Linked DNA regions of Mus musculus: region 1 is linked to region 2. Evidence: chromatin contacts called from public Hi-C data. All regions are on one chromosome and are shown on one strand. Each heading gives the region's core, a stretch centred on a gene start, on an enhancer-like site or on the middle of the called end of the contact. The rest is flanking DNA. Distances are from core to core; before and after follow the strand shown. Region 1 overlaps LOC100043315 (a long non-coding RNA gene). Region 2 overlaps Tmem117 (transmembrane protein 117).

Region 1 (6,289 bases), core at 1,609-4,108, 360 kb after region 2:
TAGTTAGCAGAGAATGGCCTTGTGTGGCATCAATGGAAGGGGAGGCCCTTGATCCTGTGGAGGTTTGATGCCCCAGAGTAGGGGGATGTTGGAGGGGTGGGGTGGGAAAGAGTAGGTGGGGATTCACCCTCATAGAGGCAAGGGGAGGGAGGATAGGGAGGTTGTGGGATGGGGGAACTTGTGGAAGGGTAACTGGGAAGTGGGGTATCATTTGAGATGTAAATGAATGGAATGATTAATAAAAAAAGAAATTAGCATTTGTTAAGATGTAATGGCTTTAACATACAAAGTAATTGCATTTTGCAATTCATACTGATTTTCTTTTACTTTAACTCACATTTTTACAAATATTAGTTTTGAGGATTTGTGGTATATGAAATTTATATAAAAATAGCCATTCAAATTCATTGCACAAATGAAATTTATATAAAAATAGCCATTCAAATTCATTGCACAAATGAGGGGTAAAGAATAATAAATGCCACAGCAAAATCTCAAAACAAAACAAGACAGATCTTTCTATTATACTGTCACTATAACTTAAAAATACTTTCTTATTGACAATATAGGGCACAAGGTACTTTGAGTGTGAACTGTCACCCATGGGCACATGTATTGGATTCTTCCTGACTTTGTTTAGGGGTACTGGAAATGTCTGGAGTTGTCCTATGGGGGGCATACCTTGTCTTCAGGCCCTTTCTGTTTCTATTGCTGCTACCTTCCTGATAGCCATGAGATGTACTGCTCATCTCCATGGTCTTCCTACTCCATGTGCCCAGAATTAACAAGACTGGGGGCTGTGGGCAGGGAGCCCCGAAGCCAGGAGCCAAGGTAAATTCTTCCTTTAGGCCATTCATGCATGTGTTTTGTGACTTTGATGCTTTGAGAGTAACAAATTCAAGTGTGTTTAAACTTTAAATAGTTGCATGGTTGATTTTAATTTCTGTCTAGGGAGGAAACCAGGGGAGTTAGGAGTTGTTTGAAATGCCCTACAAGAAATCAATGCTTCAATAATGCCTGTAAACATATTACTGGTTTTTATCAAAAAATTTAAGACCTTCACAATTTGTGAGGTTATTTTAAAGAGCATTGAGACTCTTTTTTTTTTTTCCAATTCTAAAGGAATAAATATGTTCAGGGAAGGTACGAGAATGTTATCTGGGCTTAACTGTCCTTGTACAAACATGGAATGAGAATTTAGCAAACCAGTCAGGCCTCCAAGCAGAGCCTTAATCTCATGTCCGTATGGTTGATTGAGCATTCCAACAGTGCCCAGAGCACAGATCACCCATCCTGGCAAAGATAGCTGCTCCTCACCCAGACTTGGAAGACCTTCCTTTGACCCTTCCAGATACTAATCAGATGCCTGTTGCAGAGGGCAAGCTTTTTCTCACAGCTTCTTGCTAGTCAGGTCTGGGCATTGGGTAGAGTTTGACTGATGTCTTGTGTTCAAGGGGACATGGTCTCCGGAAGCAAAGCTGTAGGGATAAAGTACAGACTGGCAGTTCTACTCCTGCAGAGACTCTCTGATTGAAGTGTGCATTATGCATGAATGTCTGTACATTATGAGTGTGTGTGTGTGTGTGTGTTGTATGACAAAACTTCCCAGAGAGATGCAACATACCCATCTATTCATCCCAAATAGGGAAGCCATGATAGACCGAAGTACAGATACCACCAAAGTCCAACGTGGTGAACCAATGAGTTTAATTGGGGTTACTTACAGGAATATGGGTGAAGGGTTACTCCCAGGAGCAGAAATGACACAAAGACAGCCACATCACCAAAGTCCTCCCCAGCATGAGTGACAGCTCACAAAGCTGGGAACCTGGAGGACACTGCCTGCAGGCAGCTCAGCAGGTAGAAAGGTGTCCTTTCCAAGTGGGCTCAGCCTCGTCCAGGCAGCCTATCTGGTCTCAGAGTCTTCTTTTCAGGCCCTAAGAGACTAAGAGGCTTCTTGGAAGCTCAGTTTCACGCCTCTGAGAGGGACTCTCAGCTTTTCTCTCTTACTCTAGCGGGGAGGGACCTAGGGAAGCAGGTGGGTTAACATGGACTTATGAGTTGTTTACCTTCCTGCCTAAGGAACTTCCCTACCGGATGGAATGTTTCCATCTTGATACAGTGTGTGTGCGTGTGCGCGTGCGTGCGCAGGAGTACCCATGTTATTCCTCTCATGTAGAAGTTCTCCCCTCCAACCTAGATCTGAAGTAGGATATTTACTATTCCCTACAACACAGTTCAAGCCAACTGGCCCCAAGCTAGCTGGCCTGTAAGCTTTGGGGGAATTCTGTCCATGTCTCCCAGGTCCCCACAGAAATGCTGAGAATAAAGACTCAAGCTAATACATCTACTCATAAGCACCCCACCCACACTCATTAAATCAGTTGTCATAGCAACAATGTAATCTAGTACTAGAACCACCGTTTTTCACATTCGTGGGAAGATTAAATAACTACTAGTACCACAATGTTCATAGTGAACAGAGCCAGGATGCAGGCTGCAGGAATGATCTTGTGATAGTTACTCTGAGTAGTCTTGTATAGCCTTTGAGATAGTCAGCATGGCAGGCACGGGCTGTGGTGACGACATACATTCTCCTATAGTGTGTTCATCCTCCGTGCTACACTGTACCAAGCTGCACTGTTATGCTGCGCTGCCCCGTGCTGCACTGTCCCGTGCTGTCCTGTCCTGTGCTACACTGCCCTGAGCTGCACTGCCCAGAGCTACACTGTGATGCTGCCCTGCTTCGTGTACTACCCTGTGCTGCGCTATCCCATGCTACACTGTCCTATGCTGTGCTGCCCCGAGCTGTGCTGCCCTGTGTTGCACTGCCCATGTCATGCTGTCCAGTGTGTTGCTACACTGCCCCGTGCTACACTGCTCCGTGACGTCCTGCTCCATGCTGCGGTGCTGTGCTGCCCAGTGCTGCGCTGTCCCGTGCTGCGCTATGATGGCGTCATTGTCCGTGCTTTTGCCCACATGCCTCACAATGTGCTGCTCCTGTCCCCCAGCTCCATGTTCGGACTAGCCATAGGCCATTCGTTTACATTTCTTTTTCTTGAATGCCATCCTCCAAATGTCCACGCAGTCAGCTCTCTTATTTTATTTTATTTTTTTAAGTCCTTGTTCAAATGCCACCGCCTTGGGGACTAGCAACATGACCCTCATCTTCCCATGTTCCCGAGGAAGCTCACCCTGGTCAACATTTTCAGTACCCAGTCATAATGCAGCTTATCATGTGTATGTGTCTCCACCTCACCTCTGCCCCTCAGTGGACTACAAGATTCACGAGGTTAGATTTTTTTTTTCTGGTCACCTCAGAGAATTAGTCCAATTGCCAAAAAACATGCCTGCTGAGCAAATGCCAGCTTCCTTTCTTCTCTCCTGTATTTTGCCCCCCCACCCCCCTTTCCCTGAAGCCTCAGCTGATGCCCCACTCGGTCAAGGAGACCTTCTGTAACTGCTACTCGGCTCCCAGGCTGTGGCTCTTTTGTACTTTTCTGTCACCATTGCCAAGTACAGTGTGTCAGATTCTGTGTCTGCAAGCCACTGATTACGGCATCTCTACAGCAGGGAAAATGGCCACAGGATAAGAGCCGTTCAGCTCTCCATTGCGTCCCCCAGGCCGAGCATGCTGTTATGTGACAAGCCTTACATATAAAGAAACAAGGAGCTGCTGGATACAATAATGAATTCCCACTTGCTCCCAGCCTGTGTCAGACGACAAAGGGCTGTGGGAATCCCATTGGTGGGTCTCTTGTAGCCAGTTTCTATCTTAATTTTCTCAGCAGGTTTGTTGCTGTGATGGTTAATTTTATGTCTGTTTATTAAGCCAAACATTCAGTCAACAACTATTTTAAGTGTTTCTCTGAAGGTGTCTTTGGCAGGATTAACATTTTACACCAACAGTCTGAATAAAGCAGATCGCCCATCCCAATGTGGGTGGGCATCTCATGCAATCTGTTGAAGGTCCAAATGGAATTCAAGAGCTGATTACGATGGGCAGAACAGAAGAAACTGCTGGCTCCTCCTGTCTGTCTGTCTTTGAGCTGTAGCTCAGACAAGACCTGCACAATCAGCTCCTTGAGTCTCTGGACTGCCTAGTGGTGATCATGAGCTCGCCAACTTCCATCAGCTTAGCATACGAGCCAATCTTTCTGAATAAGTGGATATTAAAAATTAGATGTTTTAAAATGCAAACCGTTGACATCACACACATCTGATAATTCTGATGATTAACACCCAGGCATTAATGAGGAACACCTCTGGATTTGTCTGTAATGGTCTCTCCAGGAGGGTTAACTAAGCCTGGAAGTACCACTCTGAATGTAGGTAGTAGCATCCTATGGGCTGGGAGAAAGGAGGAAGCCAGCTGGGTGCCAAGCATTCATCTGTCACTACATTGTGGCTATGGAAACAATATAACCAACCACATCTCTAGACTATGCCTAACCTGCCCTGTACTAAGCCCTACTTGTTATGTTACATAGATCAGAGCGTTACTTTACACCCTAATCTATGAACCAAAATATTCTTCCATCCTTAAGTAACTTCTTTTCCTGCATATCATCACCATAGCAAGGACAACTAATACAGCCACCAACAAGAACCACACCTCCCATTTTAAGCCTTATCACACAAGAAGCCATTTCTTCTGCCTCTGTGTTCTTTTCCTATGTGGGGAAAATGTCAACGTCCTGCTTTAATTATCATATAGTTTTGCAGCTATTTCTTTACCAGCCTTTCTTTCCACTGGATTGGGGAGTGTGCTTTTTTTTTTTAAGTATGTGTTCTTATAGCATAAACATTGATCAAAGTGTCTTCCTTAATTGCTCTCTAGTTCCCCCCTCCTCTGCCCCCGTCCCACCCCTATCCCAAACATACACAATTCCCCTTGGAAAGGAATAATTTCAGAGACACAGAAGAGCGGGAAATATCCATTAGGCAGAACATTTTGTGACATTTAAGTGACACCACTTTAACCAAAAATAAGTGGACATCTGTCACTTTTTCTGGTTCCCTGACGATCCCGAGGTGAAAGTGTCACAGCTCTCTTCAGACCTTGGATTAATGAAAGGGGAAACTGCTTACCAAGGCACAACCGCCCCAACACTAAAATCTCAAGCTAATGTCGTTCAGGAAGAAAAGGTTCCTGATGAATTTCTGCCACCCAAGCCACGCACAGAGGAGTACAAGAGCAGCCAGTGTAGTCAGCAAGCAGCCGCCGGATTTACACCCAGACAGAAACAGATTTGCTGGGCAGGAGGAACACTGGCTAAGGCAAATGCTGTCTGAAGAATTGCAAAGATGATGATATTGCAGCAATGGTGTAACCTGGAGCTCACTGCCAAACATAAGCCAACTGTAAACACTGAGTGGACACAAACAAGCAACTCTAATAATGGTCTTTCTCAGAACCCCCGGATCGGTCGGCTCATGCGCTTTTGGGGTCAGTGGAGAGACTCATCCACTCATCGATAATCTGCATGTGGTTTTATCTACTTTATGATTTGACTTGATATGGACCAGCAACACTTCATCAGGCAGACAAAAATGCAGTAATTGCTTCTTATCTGACAGTGCAGCGAGAGCTGGGGCAGGGAATAGTTTGTTGTTTTTATTTTATTTTTGAACATTGGCAAAAAGCCAATGGAAAAAGCACTAAAGGTCAATTCTGGGATTTGAGACTTTTGTGGAACTTATTATAATATAGGATGGGACGGAGCCATATGATGAGAACTGAAGACACAGTAAGCATCCACCATTCAACTTCCACTATTTAACCTCTCAGGAAACTGATTTATGGTCTCAGATAAGATACAGAGGACACAGATGGAGCACATTTGTCAGTGGACCCTCTTACTCAATCTTAGTCACCTTTTCTCAACAATAATAATAATAATAATAATAATAATAGTAATTATAATAGTAGTAGTAGTATTAATTTAGGATTACAGAAGTGTCATAAAGATAAAATAGATAATGAAATAATATATGTGAAGCTGACCTGTGTAGTATCTGGAATAAAGTATCCAAGAATATATTATTTGATAATTATGAGACACTAGGAAATATTAATCTATGCTTTAAACTAGACCTTGCTGATTATAATAATCCCTTGTGATGAGGTTTCTATTTGGTTATTTTAAAAGATAAGACAGATGATGTATAATCTACTTCAAGATGAGGTATGTTTTATGCCCTTCACTTACTTTTGCTATTCACAATTACTGTTTTATTTTTGTTACAACACTTCATATGTGCTCAGAAACAGAGATATTTTATCTAT
Region 2 (5,582 bases), core at 2,073-4,572:
AGCACGTATTGGGCCTACAAGGGTCTGCACTATGTCCTCTATGTATAAATTGTAGTGCTCATCTTGGTATTCCTATGGGACTCTGAGCATGAGAAGGAGTGAATGTCTCTGACTCTTGTGCCTACTCTTGGGACTCTTTTCTCCCTGTTGGGTTGCTGTGTCTACCTTCATGATAGTTTTGCTTCGTCTGACTATTATTTTTTATTCAGCCATGTAGGTTGTTATCTCTTAGGAGCCTGTTCTTTCCTAACAAGAGACAGAAAAGGAGTGGATACAGAGGGGAGGGGCCCTGGGCAGGAACTGGGACAAGTAAAGGAAGGGAAAGTGTAATCAGGATATATTGTTTGAGAGAAGAACCCATTCTCAATAAGGGAAGAGCATTCAGAGTAGCTTATGATCAGTATAGTCGGGACCTGAAGTCACATTTGGTGTTTTTATTTCATAAATATTATTTGTTTTATTTCGGATTTTTTTTAAAAGATTGCAGTTTCACCAATCATTAGCAATAGTCATATAACATAAGCTATGCAAGGGATGTCATCCATGCCACATAGAAAGCTCCCTTAGTTGTCAGCGGATGGGATTCTGGCTCTTGGGAGCTCTAGATACACTTCAATAAAGCTTCCATGAACATAGTGTTTCGTCCCCTGAAATGTCTCTGTTGTTTCCCTTACTCAAGCCGCACCATGGGAGAAAGCTTCTCCCGTCCAAACGCAGCTCCAGACACACAACATGCTAGTTAGGGTCTGTGAAAACAATCAACACGCATCCTTCCTCCTAGGACCACACAGAACAAGGCAATGGTTTTAGCGAGTAATGGCAAATCCTTAGAAATTTCCAGTAATTTAAAAATAAATAAAAAAAAAAAACAGAACAAACAGATTAAAGAAGCCGGGGGTGGTGTGTCAAATGCAGTGATAGGACCTATGTCGTCTTTGATTGAAGAAAGAACTTGGTGCATTGAATGTGACTGGGCTCTGTCAGCAGCGTCGTTCAGATATCCTTGCCACGAGTCATCCGTCCGTAGCTGTTTTATGTCTTCTATATTATTTGCAGCCCAATCTTATCTGAATCAAGATTCTAGCTTCGCTCAGAGGTGGTAAGCCTCATAGTATCCCTCTGTATGTTTTCCTCTCATGCTCAGAGGCCAGCTACGAGTTAGAAAGTGGAAGCTTAGCGCATGCGTTAGAACACAGAAGCCATTTCCAGGCTAAGACTCTTGCCCCTGGATTACCGTTGGCTGGATCTGGCACTACCAGCCCGGAATTATTCACTTCCACCAATAAACTGACAGAGCCTAACATTTTAAGCAAATGAGCAAATATGTTTAACCCCTTGGGTATATATTAAGGCTGGGGGAGATCATTTGAATTTAAGCCGAGAGCGTATTAACAAAAAACTTCAGCTATTCTCTGACAATTCTTGGGTTGCTAATAGTCAGGGTATTCATGGGTAATTTTGAGAATCAACAGTCTGCTAAAATTAACTAGCAGTAGGGATTCGGCTACAATCTCTGCTCCACTCAGGGAAAATGCTCCAGACAGAACGGAAGCTATAATATGAAGAAGAAATGACAAAAGCTGGGGTTGATCTTCAGACTGTTCCAGTGTATTCAGCAAGTAACTCAGGGTGCTTAGTGCTAGCCGAGTAAGAGGGGAATAACCATACAGAGGATAGGCACTCAGCCCTGTCTGCCGAGCTCTGATATCAGGGTGCAGATTGTCAGTCCGCTGGTTGAGATTCCAAACAAGTGGAGGACTCTGTATTTTTCTGTTTTATTTTTTTTTAATTTTACAGATCAAGTGATGTGTACTTTAAATGATTAATTTGTTTCTTTTTGTGTGTATGAGTGTTTTGCCTGAATGTTACATGTGAATAATACATACATGCCTGGTACCCTCGGAGGTCAGGAGGAGGCCTTCATCGGAGTGCTGGAACTGGAGCTATGGGTGGCTGCGAGCTATGATGTGGGCGCTGGGAACAAATATTTTGGAAGAACAGTCAGTGCTCTTGGGCACTGAGTATCTCCTTATCCTGACACACGCTGTTCATTTTTTCTTATATAATTTTTATTGATTCTTTGTGAATTTTACATCATTCACCCTTCCATATCTACTCTCCACACTTATAACCTCCCAGAACAAGAAAAAAAAAAAGTCACTGTGGAAGCCATGGTAGGTCAGTTTATCATACACTACACCTTTTTTTCTAAACAACTTTATTTGCAAGTGTTCACTGCAATGGGTCAGTGGTCTGGTTTGAGGCCTCTGGCTTCTGCTACGCTATTAACACTGGATCCTCACTGAGATTTTTCTGGGATATCCTGTTGTTGCCCTGTGTCATGAAGATCCTGCAGCTCATAAATGGGGTAGATATTGAGGTGGACCAGTCCAGAGCAGGGGATCTGGGTCTGGGTGGTAGCTGAGTGTTCAGTTTTGACAAGTGTTGGTGTGCTGTGGTGGCCTTGGTATTAGCATAACCTGGCTGCATCCTGTTCTCCTCTTCAAAGCAGCTATGGATGGCTAGTACCAAACTCAAGCTCTCACATACACAAATTGCTTTGAGTCTATCCCAAGTAAGCCTATGGCTTGCTGTTTAAAGACTGCTTACATGGCTTGCATATTGCAACAAGTCCCCATTTGTCAGGAAAACACTAGCTATAAGTGACAAGAAGACCTTCTGTCCTTTGATCTCTGTGGCCCCACAGCTTTGCATGTTGCTCCCTAATGCCTTTACCTAGTCAGGTAACCCCCACTGATTCCTCCCTTCTCAACTACAAGTCCTTCTTAGTCCTCTTCTGAGGGACGGACCCCTGCCTCAGTAGGTCTCTGGACAACAATTTCCTTCTCTTGCTATACAGACACTAAAAGGACTTTGGCAAAGTTCAGGAAGATCCAGTAATGAAATGCTGAGATAGTTTTTGAGTTTGGACAGGTTTGGGGCAAAAAAAAAAAAAATTGCTGGCGACCTCTTGAGACATCTCATTTTTTATTCTACCGAACTTGTATTAAAGAACTTTATTCCTTGAGAAAAGGAAACTTCTCCAGAGAAGACTTCTGAGGTTTAAATATAACAGATGGCATTTCAGATCCTCTGTCGGTTGCCTATGTGTGAGAACTCCTAATTTAGGTTCATTACACAGCTACAATTTGTGACAGTTTGTGGCATTCTGCTCTAGGGAGAAGACAGGCTCCTCCCCCTCCTCCACCCCTCCCCCTCCTCCACCCCTCCCCTCCTCCACCTCTCCCCTCTTCCACCCCTTCCCTCCTCCACCCTTCCGTGGAAGCATCTGCAGGAAATTTCACATGACCCAGGTCACCATCCTTCCCCATCAGAGATGGCTCTGTGTGGCTAGTCTTTGATAGTCGATACAAATTAGCACGGGTCAGTGATCTTTTTTCATCCCGTGCACGGCTCATCATGCTGACAGCTTTGTGGTTGTTGCAGATGACCCTGATATTATATGGGTTATCACTAACCGGGTCTGTGAGAAGCTTAATTTTGCAGTCTTGGCATGTTCTTTGCTGGTGTTATGTTTCAGCAGGGTATCCGTTGTGGTGTCTGAAGCCCGCGTATGGAAACAAAGTAACCACATTCACTGTTTCTAGGCTACGCTTTCTGTTCCCCTGTCCCGTGGCCATTTATTCTCTGCCTTCCACAGGAACTTGAACTGTGTAGCTTGAGAGTGCACAGGCATGAACACCACAGTACCATACCATGTGTTTCTCCTTCCTAGTGGGTGATCCGTTGGTTGCTACATCATAGCCTCAGAAGATGGTCCTATACATCTGCGATTTCCACTGAAACCTTCCCACCAACTTCCAGGATTTTTATTTAACTGCCATGCTAAAATTTTTATAGCGTCACAAATCACACATGCACGTTACTCATTTTACTGGCTTCCTGAATAGTTTCTGTGTTATAGCCAGGAAAATATGTACTGGGTCTACCTGGAACTTTACAGGACACCCCATATGCCACATTTCTGACTGGCAGTTACATAGTCAAGCATTCTCTTAACACTTGATTTGATCTAATTGAAAACATATAGGAGGGAGTTTTAAAAGCAGAAAGTACAAAAGAACCAGTAGCCATAGTTAGTATTAATTAATTAATTTATAAATTAATTAACTTATTTATGTGATCCACTGTAGCTGTCTTCAGACACCCCAGAAGAGGGCATCAGATCCCATTACAGATGGTTGTGAGCCACCATGTAGTTGCTGGGAATTGAACCCAGGACCTCTGGAAGAGCAGTCAGTGCTCTTAACCACTGAGCCATCTCTCCAGCCCAGTAATTTTTAATGCATTTATATGGTCATTTCTCTTTGTACATATGTATCGTCTTTATGTGTATAGCCTTCATTCCTCCATGTATTATTTTTTTTTTAAGTGTAATTGTTCATAAACAAGAGCCAAGGCCCAATATAGATGTAATCTTAATTTATAGTTTACCCCAAAGTTTTAACAACTTCCATGGCCATCATTTTTACTGCCTTCAAGTTGAAATGCCACCAAGGGTTACACGATGTATTTGGTCATCACAGTTCTTCAGTCTTTGGGGACATTGAGTGACTCTTTGGATTTTTATAACATTGACAAAAGAGATATAGGTCAGTAGATAATATTATCAAAGTTCCTCCATTTTGGTGTATCTGCTAATTTCTCATGGCTGGATTCTGATGTCGCATTTTGTTGGGACCTTGCAGGAGAGAGCCTTCCTCTTTACTGCATCGTGTGAGGAGACATCACTGACATTTGTTGGTAGCTAAATAGTGGTCAAGGATGATGTTCTAAGTCTGCAGTCAGTTGACCTGTCAGCGGGACACATAAGCAGCACAAATGAGCATGTTCAAATGCAAAGATGCAGGCGTGTGCGTCGTTCCCTCCAGCATTAGGACCAAAACAAATGCCCCACACTCTGAGAGCTTTTATATTCAAAGCGAATGCTTGTCATCTGTTGACAATCTAGCTATGTATATGTTGGGTTTTTTTGTTTTGTTTTTTTTTTGTTTTTTTGTTTTGTTTTTGTTTTTTCAAGACAGGGTTTCTCTGTATAGCCCTGGCTGTCCTGGAGCTCACTTTGTAGACCAGGCTGGCCTCGAACTCAGAAATCCGCCTGCCTCTGCCTCCCGAGTGCTGGGATTAAAGGCGTGTGCCACCACGCCCGGCTATATGTTGTTTTATTATTATTATTATTATTTATGTATTAGTGTGTGATGCCACATGTGGGACTAGGCCAAGTAGGCAGAAAGAGAACTGAGTGGAGGACAAAGTGTTCTTAAGAAAGTTGGGAGGCAACTGTAGAGGGCAATAGAACACAGGTGACTTGAAAGCAGAATAGAACTCCCGGGAGGAGAGAGAGGACAAACGAGATGGGGGATGAGGAAGGAGAGTCAACCAATAATGCATTATGAGGATGCCACATTCATACCATTACTTTGAATGCTAACTAGAAGCAACATAACGGTTTATAGAAGTGTGTCCAGCAAAAACAAAATGGTCCCTCACAATGCATATGTTTTACATATGTCTGATGAAGGAGTGGTGTATGTAGCTCAGCTGTGGTGTGCTGGATTGCC

The links. Hi-C and Micro-C count contacts between places; a contact is called where the count stands out from the background.
Region 1: a Hi-C map of cortical neurons shows a contact between it and region 2, with 2.1 times the contacts expected there. The contact joins two enhancer-like sites. A contact is called at or near these places in 6 of 484 Hi-C or Micro-C datasets (cortical neurons, embryonic stem cells, extraembryonic ectoderm and 2 more) and 1 of 115 datasets of contacts at active chromatin or transcription factors (neural progenitor cells).

The regions. Positions count from the first base shown.
Region 1 is chr15:95,133,668-95,139,956 of GRCm38.p6, forward strand. The region is part of intron 2 of LOC100043315 (a long non-coding RNA gene); the gene reads right to left. Among named protein-coding and RNA genes, the nearest start is that of Gm30810, 57 kb to the left of the region's middle. Within about 2 kb of position 2,859, at least 29 of the 459 cell types and tissues checked have an H3K27ac peak or open chromatin away from gene starts, as enhancers often do. A contact at or near this core is called in cortical neurons, where this site is marked.
Region 2 is chr15:94,773,204-94,778,785 of GRCm38.p6, forward strand. All of the region lies in intron 3 of Tmem117 (transmembrane protein 117), which reads left to right. Among named protein-coding and RNA genes, the nearest start is that of Gm25546, 95 kb to the left of the region's middle. Within about 2 kb of position 3,323, at least 11 of the 459 cell types and tissues checked have an H3K27ac peak or open chromatin away from gene starts, as enhancers often do. A contact at or near this core is called in cortical neurons, where this site is marked.